2 separate regions of the Mus musculus genome follow, and region 1 is linked to region 2. Evidence: chromatin contacts called from public Hi-C data. All regions are on one chromosome and are shown on one strand. The core of a region is the stretch at or near the end of the contact, and the rest is flanking DNA. Distances in the headings are between cores, read along the strand shown. Region 1 overlaps Saxo1 (stabilizer of axonemal microtubules 1). Region 2 overlaps Adamtsl1 (ADAMTS-like 1).

Region 1 (6,118 bases), core at 2,315-4,814, 300 kb before region 2:
TATCTATCTATCTATCTATCTATCTATCTATCTGAGTACACTGTAGTTGTTTTCAGACACACCAGAAGAGAGCAACGGATACTATTACAGATGGTCGTGAACCACCATGTGGTTGTTGGGATTTGAACTCAGGACCTTTGGAAGAGCAGTCAGTACTCTTAACTGCTGAGCCATCTCTCCAGCCTCAGCAACTTTCAATTTTAACTGATGCTTATGGAAATTATTCCTAAGAAGGTAAGATTCTCTAAGATGTAAATTCATTGCATAGGATGAGATTCTGGAATGGACTGGGTGAGAGGAGTCTTGAGTGTTTTAGAACTGAGCCAGACTTAGTTTTGAGGTCACGAGGTCTAAAATATGGAAAAATGTTCCACTAGCCTAAGAAAATTCATGTATTGTTTAAAGATGAAGTTCTAGTGTGATAATATAGAGATGAAATGTGAAACTTCCCATTTAAGCCAATTTTAAGTGTACAATTCAGTGACACCACTAAATTTATAATGTGGTGAAACTATTAGCATTCTCCCTTTCCAGAAACGTCCTGTCAGGGCCAGATGAAGCTGTACTTCATACATGATAACTCCCCACACCCCCTGCAGACTCCCGGGACGTCTGAAACTAAGAAGCTTGAATTCTCCAACCTTCTCACTTTCAAGTCTGTTTTGGCTACTTGAGGTCCCTTGGGAGTCTATGCAAATTTTAGGATGGTTTTCTATTTCTAGAAGAGAAAAAAAAGGGGGGGGGCAGGGATGGTTTGTATGGAATCTGTAAATTACTGTGGTTTGTGTTATCAGTTTGAAGCTTCAGCCTTGAAAGGCAGAGTTCTCTCGAGGGCTCCCAATTGTCAGGTTGATACTATCAGGTCGTCTAGTCCATGAACATGGGATATCTTTCTCTTCATCTGTATTTTCTTTAATTTCTCCCAGTGATGTTTTACAGTGTTTAGTATATGTATTTCACTTCCCTGGTTAAGCTTATTCCAAAATATTTCATTTTTCTATAACTAAAATACTTAATTTTTTTTAGATGTTCATTGCGAGTGTACATAAGTTCTGCTGAGTTTTGTGTTTCATACTTTGATACTTCAGTAAAATTGTTAGCACCAAAGGTTAAACAATGTTTTATCATCTCATATACAGGCAGTAGCTGTGATCAGAGATAGTTAGTTTCATGTCCTCCTTTCTCATGGCATGGTTTTATGTTTTTTATTACCTAAAATGTCTGGCTTGAGCTTTCAGTCTTATGTCGGCTACTGGTGCTGACGTGGGCTCTAGACTTCTCTCCGACTGAAGGGCGGTCTTCAGCCTTTCATTGCCAAGTCTGAAGCCTGCATGGTGTTTTCATATGTGCCCTTTATCCTGTCACAAAAATATGCTTCTAACTGAGATGTTTTTAGTCAATGAAAAATTGGTCTGGTCTAATCAAGCTGGGTGGTGATGGTGCACGCCTTTTATCCCAGCACTCAGGAGGCAGAGGTAGGTGAATCTGTGGGGCCAGCCTGTGAGCAAATTCCAGGACAGCCAGGGCTACACAGGCAAACCCTGTCTTGGAAAACCAAAAGAAAGAAAGAAAAAAAAACCCAGAAAACCCCTCATCAAATGCTTTCTCTTGAGATTCATATGGAAGTGCACTGCATAATTTCTGGGATTTACTTTAAAAGTTTTCAAGAAAGAGAAAAGAATCTAGACATGTGATAACATTTGAGTAACTGTGAGGAATGGATGAGACATAGCTACAGATTAATCACACCATTATTTCTATATTTAGAAATTTACAGAGTAAAATGTTTGAAAAAAATTTCATTGTTTTCTTGTTTGCATGCCCCTTTAAAATATTCTTTTGGATGCCAAAGCCCTTGTTTTTTTAATTAATTAATTAATTTACTTATCTATCTATTTATCTATTTATAGAAAATTTTGTGATCTTTGGTAACAAACTGTTATGCTGTAGTTTTCCCTCCAACATAGAGAAGGAATGCCTTTTTGCTCTGTGTGTCTAAAATTTCATTTTACTTTAAGTATTGTTCTTGTTGCCAGAGCAAATGAGTTCTTACTCTAAACTCATCAGGTATTTAATATGAATATGCAGTATTGGGTATACATGGTGTGTGTGGGGTGGGGAGGAGGATGCATGTACGTGTGTGTGTGTGTGTGTGTGTGTGTGTCTGTATGTAGAGGCCCAAAATTGATGTCAGTTGTCTTTCTGGTAGCTTTCTACAGAGTCTCAGTGAACCTGAGGCTTATAATTTCCTGTCAGTCTAGCTAGCTTGCCTTGGGATGCCTTCTTTGGCTCCCCAGTGCTAGGATTACAGATGGCCGTCATCTCTGTGGGGCTTTTACATGAGGTCTGGGAACCTAAACTCCAGTCTTCGTGCTTGCATGTGCTTTATCCACTGAGCCTTCTCAGGCCCTATACAGACATTTCTATATGTGAAATATTTGAGAATGCGTTGAAAGCACTATGAGCTCTGTGTGCCTAGTGTAGGACTTGGTCCCTGGAAGGGACTGGGCTGCGATCAGGTTAAGACTTAAGAAAAGGAATGATAGCAAGTCCCTTGGTACTCTTTAACATTAGCCTGTATTAGTGAGTGTCTTAGCTAGGGTTTTTATAGCTATGAAGACACACCATGACCACTACAAACTCTTATAAAGGAAAATATTTCGATGGGGCTTACTTATTGCTCCAGAGGTTTTGTTCATTATCATCATGGTAGGAAGCAAGACAGTGTACAGGCAAGACATGGTGCTGGAAAAGGAGCAGAGAGTTCTATATCTGAATCAGCAAGCAGCAGGAAGAGAGTGATACTGGGTCTGGCTTGAGCATTTGAAATCTTAAAGCCCACCCCCCAGTGACAGGCTTCCTCCAAAAAGGCCATACCTACTCCAACAAGGCCACACTTCCTACTGCTACTCTACACATTCAGATATGTGAGTCTATGGCGACTAACCTTACTCACGCCACCACATGGGTGGAAGTGGAACTTGGAATCAAATGTCCTAACTGGAAGGTCAGCCTAAGTGCTTGGTGAGTTAGGTAACTGGTCCATTTTATCCTTAGAAAAATAAGGCCAGTACTTAGCTTCCCAAGTAAAGAATTCCACAAGTGAGACTTTGGTTGATGCTGCCTTCAGCCAGGGGTGGGGTGGGGTGGGCTGTTGGTCACTGTAAGTGGGGAGAGGACTGTGGGATAGCTCTATGTACTGAAGAAGATATTTGTGTTAGGGTTCATAAGATCATTTAAAGAAATCATTCAGAAACAATGTCTGAAGGTGGGACATTGGGAGGGAGGTATTTACTTCATTAACCAATCACATATTTATTTAAATAAAACACATAAATATTAAAAAAAACATTAGTAGGAGCAACATGGCATTCTGTAGTTATGTTTGACATTTTAAGAAGAGAACTTGATCTGCTCTTGGATGTCCTGGTGGACCACAGCTTTGACATATCTAATGATATTAAGCACCGCACGATGAGCTTTTCTGTTGAGGCCTTCAGGAATGTTCAAACATGCCTTGTTAACTCCCTAACAAGCCAAACTGGGAGGCAGAGCGAGGAGGTGCTGGCAGGCTGTCAGAGCCTGAGGCCCCCAGGCACTGAGGTCAGCCTCCGATCACATCCTGGGGTTAGTGTGGGGCTGCTAACAGGTTCCAGTCTTTTTTAAAACCCAGGATTCAGAGGGGAAAGGACTGAGAGACTGTTGTAGCAGTCTTTCCTTTTACGGATGGCAGAACTGAAGCCCCTAAAGGAGGCATGCTTACTCTGAACAGAGAAGTCTCCTGCCGGGCTTGGTCATTTCCATTTCCCTGGGTCCTTAGAACAGTCAAAAAACATAACATCCTTTCCTGCCGGAAAGCCACATCCTTCAATAGTGGTACCCAAAGGTGGACTCCTTGGTTTTTTGATTGTTTTGGAGAGATGCAGTGTGACTCCCTTTATTGCTACAGCATTGGGTGGTCTGCCAAGGAGCACGTAGCATAAATAACAACTAATAAATAATTTTACAGCACAGGCCCTAAATCTTTCCAGAGAGTGCACTGGTGTGTGGCTGTCAAATGCCAGGCAGGTCCTAAGAAAACAGTAACTTTAACCCATCCATCTTTTACATACATGGCACATTGCTGTCATAATTTTTTCCTGAGGTTTTAATGGCTCCAGGGGAAAATGTGCATGCGAAAACACACATACGCAAACACACCCTCCCGTGCATAGCTTCAAATACGATCCATTATAGCCCATTTGGAATGTTTCTTCTTTGGCCACAGTAATGTGTTTTATTTTGTTGCCAAGAATCTGCGCATACTTGATATTTTTGAAATATGATTCCTCTGATTTCTGCCTTCTGGACTATCCATACTTTTGCATTTAAATTAGGATCAGTAATATTCAGAAGATAGGTTTTACCTATTGCACAGGCTTGCTTTTCTTCTTCAACTCTTGATTCAGTGTCCTTGTGTTCTGTGTCACTAATACCTTTAGTTTTCCTGATGAGTTGAGGATCCTGGACTTTTTTTTTTTTTTTTTTTTTTTTTTAGCCTGGAATTTCCCAAGCTTTAGTTTCATCTTCTATAAGTTGGGGATAAGCTAAATGGAAATGACTTCAAATATTGATGAGTACAGTAGCTAATACAATTCCTAACTTCATGTGAAGTGCTTAGTAGGTGTCTTCCTTGCCTTCTTAATGTTTTACGTTATTTTCAGTTGAAATTCTCCCCATGGCAATGTCTGTTTTTTTTCCCCCCTGTGGTGTCATCCTGCGCTGGAATGGAAGCCACAGTGTTTATTTTCTTTCTTTTTGTGTATATGATGCACGTGTGAGTGCAAGCATATGAGTGTGCACAGGAGGATGCTGGAGAAGGACTTCAGATGTCCTGTACTATTGTTCTCTACTTTATCTGCTTGAGACAAGGTCTCTTACTGAACCTGGAGCTAGGCTGGTGGCCAGAAGGCTTTACCAATCCTCCTGCCTCCAGCCTTCCCAAGGCTGGAGTTACAGATGCATTCATGGCCACACTTGGCTTTTTACGTGGGTGCTGAAGATTCCAACTTGGGTTCTTATGGCTGTACAGCACGTGCTCCTGCTCACTGATCATCTTGCCAGCCCTTGCTCTGCAGTTGCATGGGATACCATGCCTCACTTCTATCTACATCTTGGCTCTGGCTGGGATGCCTTTCACTCTGGTGATTAAAGGGCACATGTCTGTTCATTCCTTTATGATACAAGGGGATTGAGCCACTATACTGAACATCAAGGTAGAGGCTGGGGCTGCTCAAGCCTCAGCAGTCCCTAATAGGGCAGCCCACACAGTAGCTGTGGCTGTGGTCATTTGTGGAATCACACACAAGTGTAAGGGACAATTTAAAATGAAATCTTAACTCGCCAACTCACCAGAATAGTTCCCATTTGAGATGGCTGTCATTTCCTTCATCCTTGCTGCTTGTGGTCTACCCATTTCCTCATGTCTTACTTGGAGAAGCCCTTGGCTCTTCACCTTAGAAGGTATGGCCACATGGGGGTAGGGGAATAAGACTTGTGAAATAGTGGTTAATTAGGGCAGCAAAGCTGCATACTTCTTGTGTTTTAGGGTTGGTTTGTGTATTGACTTCAAAATGTGACCCTATTTGGAGAAGGGTTTTTACGGAGGTCATCGAGGTAGTATGAGGTCATCAGAATGGTCCTGTATACTAGGACTAATATTCTTGTCAAAAAGGTGAGATGTGGATTAAAGGACAGACACGCATGCAGGGAGACGATGGAAAAGACACATGTATATCACATTCATCTGATATTCCTGGAAACTAGGAATGACATAGATATTCTCCCCAACAGCCAGCAGATAACATATTTTAGTTTAATTCTCCTAGTGTGCATACAAGTTAATGGAAGCCTTACAGGAAGGTAGAACACTATCCCTGGTTCTCTCTCTCTCTCTCTCTCTCATATATATATATATATATATGTGTGTGTGTGTGTATATGTATATATATATGAATTGTATGATGCATCCTACTACTGAGTTATTGATATTTTAATGGTAATGGTGCTTTAGAAAGAACTCGTATATTACGTTCAATTCCAATTATCATTCCATAGACTTCAGACCACTTTCCAACTA
Region 2 (5,846 bases), core at 1,708-4,207:
ACTTTTATATTACACCTAACATTTACTATCCAATACCCTGATGTAAACACAAAGCTAAATTAAACTAGAATGTCAAGCTATAAAGTATCTATTCTTTATGCTCCTTCAATGAGTTTACATTTATGTCTATGGTTTCTAAACATTAATTATTAATAGTAAGTTCAAATCACATATATAATTTAGAACTCATGGTAGAAAGAGCATAAGCATACTCTTAACTCTTAAGTACATAAGCATACATAAGTTAGCAATGGAATACAAAAGTTGCATCTCTCACAATGTACGAGAGACCATTCTCCACCTACTCCACCCATGTAGCAGCCTAGTTCTTCAGAACTTTTCTTTCATGTACACATACTTAGCAAGACTTGACTGAAAATATGACATAGAAATCGCTAATAAGAAAGGATGTTTTGGCCATTGCTATTTGTGAACTGGTGATTGCTTTTGTGGAGGAAGGTTTTCCTGGATGCTCTCTAGGAAGTTGTGGGTGTGTAAAAGTACAACTGCCAAGAATCACTCAGCAGTGTTTGAAGCCCCAAGCGAAGGCACCGCCCTCCTCAGGCAGATTCCCCACCTGCACATCAACAGTTACTCACATGTGGGCACTTCATCAGTCTGCCTGCTTCCTGAGCCTGAAAAGAACTGGGGCCCAATTATGGCTTCTCTAAAACAAACACTAGTGTGTGAAGGTGTTAAAGGTTTACTTCTTTAGAGCTTTTAATTACAAAGATCCTCAAGAAAACTTGACTTGGCAATCAGCCCTAGCTCCTATGGAGCAAAGGCTAAGTGTTCTTTCAAAGATAGCAAAAACTGTTTTGCGGCTGGCTCTGACCCTAATTAATTGTGTGAATTGATTATGCAAGAATGGATTGATTATGGTCCTGACATGCATTCTTCTGTGATTGCATCCCTGATCAGAGACAGGGAAAAGAACGGGAAGCATTGTGAGACAGTAAGGTATCGCACTGGCTGAGACACCAAGATGTTCGTTCACTGGGCTTTATCAAGGGGGAGAAACAAGATGTCAGGATGTGAAGACAATCAAAGGAGAAAGAGAGGACTTCTCGTTGAAGAACATTTACAGAAAGAAAATCCACAGACCCTAAGGTCTCGTCACAAGACAGCAGGAGCCAGGAGCATGGGTGCCACTAATGGTGGGGACGCTGGACAGGGCAATGTCCTTTATTTTTAAGTTAAATATCCACTTTCATCTAAGAAGCTAACTGGGAACCTGATTTATCATACACAAACAGGTAAACTGGACTGACCTGGCTGGACAAGGATCCAAGTTGCACTCCTGAAGCTTGGGTTTGGGCTTGACGTTCTCGGGGTAGTAGTGACAGTACTGGTCGGCCACCACACGGTTACTCCGTAGATCATAGCACTCGGCAGACGTCAGCTGGTAGCCTGTAAACATCAGCACAGCCAGGTTGCTTAAAGCGTGTGTCAGCACAATGGACTTCTGCATGACTCTGGGCTAAGTTAAGGATATTATTCCCAACGTCTAAGTTATTTCGAAGAAAAAGCAAATATATAATTGGAAGGGCCACTAATGTTATAGGACTCAAATTCTACATTTTTCTCAAGTAATCTGCTCATTTTAATTATTTCAATTATATTACAGGGATGGGTTATACAAGAACATAGTCAGATTATAAAACTCTGTGGCAAGAAATATTTGTTTATTTAATATAATTACAAAAATAATGGAAAGACACTATTAGTATTTGTTTTTAACCAAGCTTATTATAAAAGGATGCTAAATTGCCTCTTTGTCTCTGGGGCTGCCAGGAAGAATCAACTCAAAACTCATTAATAAAGTAAGTAATAAGTGAATAAATGAAATAAAAATAAATCTCAATTTCCCCTCTTTGAACAATGGAGACTTATGAATCAGGTCCCACCTGAGTCAGGTTCTACTAGGCTGCTTAAATTCAACCTGAATGAATTGATCTAAGTAAACAGACTGTTAAAGTCCCCATAATAGCTATCCTGAATCTTAATTCCTTACAGAATTAAAACGATAAAACCAAACATACCAAAAAATGCAAATAAAAAAACCCGAAAGGTCCTCCCAAGCCCTCCTTCCTAGTATTTAACTTTACTTTTTCCAAAATACTTTGTCATTCCTCCTCAGATTAAGTATCTGGCTCATACTTTGTAGGCTTCCTTTTCCATTGTTTTGATAAATCTCTTTCCAAAAAGTTGCCGAGTGATATTTAATTTTACTCCTAACGTGTTTGATCTTTCTCACCTGTTTTGAGATGTTACAGAAAGTAGAGATGAAGACTTATACTCTTGGAGTGAAAATAAGTATATAGCAAGGATTTTAAAGGTCTGTAGCCTTTTATTCCAAACCCTCCCCAACCCCCCAAATTTCCTGGCAGGTAGATGAGTTATTACTAAATATGTATTCGGAAACAAGATTGAAATCATTGGGAGACTTGCAGAGGTTTTAGGAAGTCAGAAGGAGGCTTTTGAAGCCAGATTTCCTGGCTTGAGGCTATGTTCTCAGACCACCCACAAAAAGTTAATTGTTCATTAAAGACCTAAAAAAAGACCTTTAAAAATTCTACTGGGAAGATGAAAGCAAAAAGAGAAGCAAAAAGAGAAGCAAAAGCAGTGGGCAGGAACGCACATCCAGCTAACGTTTGGCTTTATAGAACAGCTAAGTAGCAAAATGACATTTCAGAGAAGTCAACACACTTTTACTTCTTGTCTCCATCATCCTCCAAAGCGGCAGTTTTAGAAGACAAACACTTTGGAGTTTTGCAGAGAATAGTTTCTCTGTAAGGACAGAATTCATCCGGTAGTAAAATGTGGGAAGAAATAATAAATTCTTAGGCTGAGGGTATGGTGCTTGGAAATCATCATTCCCGAACGCAAGCCCTCTGCTTTGATGCTCTCACACACTAGGAAGTAAAGTCATGGAGTGAAGCAATGGACCAGTGTGGTCAAATGACAGTGTCCTCCGAGGCTCGCCTGGGAGTTCTTGTAGAACATTCTCTACACATGGTGAAGTGGCCAGCCACTTGAAGTACACACACACACACACACACACACACACACGTGTGTGTGTGTGTGTGTGTGTGTGTGTGTGTGTGCGTGTGTGTGTGTGACAGCTTATTTCTCAGAGATCATAAGAGTGGTCCATGGAGTGAAAGAAAGACCCTACACCCCTTACACACAACAAGGGGACTTTTGCTTATACTCAGGCTTCCTGCGAAGACTTCCTATGAACAGAGGCTTGACACTGGAAAACCACGGATAGCTGTACTCTTACATGTGAGAAAAATAAGGCCCAGTGTGGTACGAAATAGAATGAAACACTAATTGCTTTATTTAAATAGTAAGTCATTGTCAAGGTTACTGAAATTATACTGTCATAGCAATTCTGTGTGAAAAGGATAATAGGGTACATGCAGTTGAATTGCTGTTTTATGAAAGGTATGGTTTACATTTTAAAAAGAAAAAAATATTACATTAGATGACCTTTCATTGAAGTTTGTTTTGTTTTCTGCATGACTCATGAATCTATAGAAATTTATTCTCATAAAACAATATTATAATTGGGAGCTTTCTTTCCTTTTCCCCAGCTCTCTCTCTCTCTCTCTCTCTCTCTCTCTCTCTCTCTCTCTCTCTCTCTCTTTCTCCCTCTCTCTCTCTTCCTCCTTCCTTTCCTCTCTCCCTTTCTTGTGGTGTGTGTGTGTGTGTGTGTGTGTGTGTGTGTCTGTGTGTGTGTGTCTGTGTGTGTGTGTCTGTGTGTGTGTATACTTGCATGTGGAGGCTCCATATTGATACCTAGAACCATCCTCAATTGCTCCTGTATCACATCCTTCTCAAGGTGTCAATCAACTCCAGAGCTTGGTGATTTGTCAGCCTAGATAGCCAGTCTGCTCTAGGAATTCCCCTGACTCTGCCACATCTACACAGTATTTAACTAGATTCCAGTCATCTTTACTCTGAACTCTGGTTTTCTTGCTTTTATCACAATCTCTTGACTGCTGAGCCATTTCTTCAGCCTGGCAGTTTATTTTTAAAAAAGGAAATTTTATTCAAGGTCAGCTAGATCCACTATAGAAATACTAGTGTATGGAAATGCAAACAATCTTGATGGCATTTGACTCATTATTTTTAAGTTAAAAATCTGTGTGGATTAGGTTGAATATCAACTTGACATAAGTTAGGGTCAGTTAAGAAGACAGACCTCAACTAAGAAAACACACCCATCTGATTTCTTGTGGACAATTTTTTGGTACACTTGATTAATGATGGATATAAGAGGGCCCAGTGCACTGTGGGTAGTACCACCCTGGACAAGTTGTTCTGGATGGTATAAGAAAGCAGGCTGAACAAGTCATGGGGAACAATGTTTCTACACCATCTTTGCTTCAGTTTCTACCTTCAGGTTCCTGCCCTAACTTCTCTTTATGATGCAGTATAATCAGAATGTATAAACCAAATAAACTCTTTCCTCCTCAAGATGCTTTTTAGTCATGGTGTTTTTATCACAGCAATAGAAATCCTAAGACAAAATCCAATACTGCTTTTAGAAGCACAATTAGTGTTTTGTTCATATGATAACGATAAAGATAAAAAGCTAAATATATTAATTATGTCATATATATGTACATATATATGTATATGTATATATATGTATATATACATACATATTTGTTTTTTTGAGACAGAGTTTCTTTATATAGTCCTGGCTGTCCTGGAACTTGCTCCTCACTCTGTAGACCAGGCTGGCCTCGAACTCCGAAATCTACCTACCTCTGCCTTCCAAGTGCTGGGATTAAAGGCGTGCGCCATCACTGCCCAGCAAATTATGTCATATATCCTTATGTTTTAAAAAAGTGATAGACAATCATTTGCCCCAATTTATGATTTTAACTATTGTAAATAATTCCAATATGGGTGAACTATTTAAAATTAGTCAGTCAACCAGCTGCCACAAAAGTATAGAGAAAGAATTAATCAGAGATACCAATTTTCAAAGGCATATATATGTAATTTTAGACCAATTAAAATGGAAAACAAAAGATAACTCACAAATGTTGACAATCTAACATATTCACACAATTAATTTTCTGGAAAGATTTTGGTAATAAATGCATCCATAAAACTTCTCAAACTCCTTTATCTAGTAACCATATCATTGAGTATTCATCCCAGGGGAATTTGTGAATGATAAAATCATTTAGGCATTATGTTACTTATTATATTATAATGGTACAACATTTAAAAGAACCAAGTGATCTACTACAAGGAAATGACTAAAAAATGTCAAAGAAATATGACATACATCCTCTATAATTACAAAAATCAGGAAATAGGAAGAAACCTTTTCTAGTAACACAAGACGCTGGGTGTGACATGGATGTGACAGTGTAGGGACAGGAATTCTCTCTGTGACTTTTCAGGAGAGACACACCACAAAGGATATATGGACTGAATGCATGTCTTTCAGTGTGCAGTGATGGGTACAGGCAAAATATAACCTAGCTTAAGTCAACAATGGAGTGATTTTTTTTTTCTGGTAATAAAACTTTCTCTAATGGGTCGAGCCTGGCAAGTATCTTCACTTGCTTCTTGAAGAAGTATAGGCTGAGATGAAAGCAAGCACTGTACTGCAAAGCTGCTGTTGGAGAGGATACCACTACTCCCACCTTTCCACAATGCCAAGGAAAGAGGTGTTTGCTATGAGCATCCTCAAGGAAAGAGGTGTGTGCTATGAGCATCCGAAAAAGGAAAAGCTCCCTGGGGCACCTCACAGGTGGCTTCAGGAAGTGGCTCCTTTCAGAAGAAGAGATTCATCCATGCTGAAGTTGATCCACTCT

The links. Hi-C and Micro-C count contacts between places; a contact is called where the count stands out from the background.
Region 1: a contact with region 2 is called in a Hi-C map of uterus, with 1.9 times the contacts expected there. The contact joins two enhancer-like sites. A contact is called at or near these places in 7 of 484 Hi-C or Micro-C datasets (cortical neurons, nephron progenitors and uterus), 1 of 115 datasets of contacts at active chromatin or transcription factors (differentiating embryonic stem cells) and 1 of 9 other capture datasets (adipose tissue).

The regions. Positions count from the first base shown.
Region 1 is chr4:86,531,742-86,537,859 of GRCm38.p6, reverse strand. All of the region lies in intron 1 of Saxo1 (stabilizer of axonemal microtubules 1), which reads left to right. Among named protein-coding and RNA genes, the nearest start is that of Saxo1, 24 kb to the left of the region's middle. Within about 2 kb of position 3,564, at least 7 of the 459 cell types and tissues checked have an H3K27ac peak or open chromatin away from gene starts, as enhancers often do. A contact at or near this core is called in uterus, where this site is marked.
Region 2 is chr4:86,228,117-86,233,962 of GRCm38.p6, reverse strand. Adamtsl1 (ADAMTS-like 1) reads right to left here. Exons shown (of 29, transcript NM_001368621.1): 9 at 1,272-1,410. Among named protein-coding and RNA genes, the nearest start is that of Adamtsl1, 180 kb to the right of the region's middle. Within about 2 kb of position 2,957, at least 2 of the 459 cell types and tissues checked have an H3K27ac peak or open chromatin away from gene starts, as enhancers often do. A contact at or near this core is called in uterus, where this site is marked.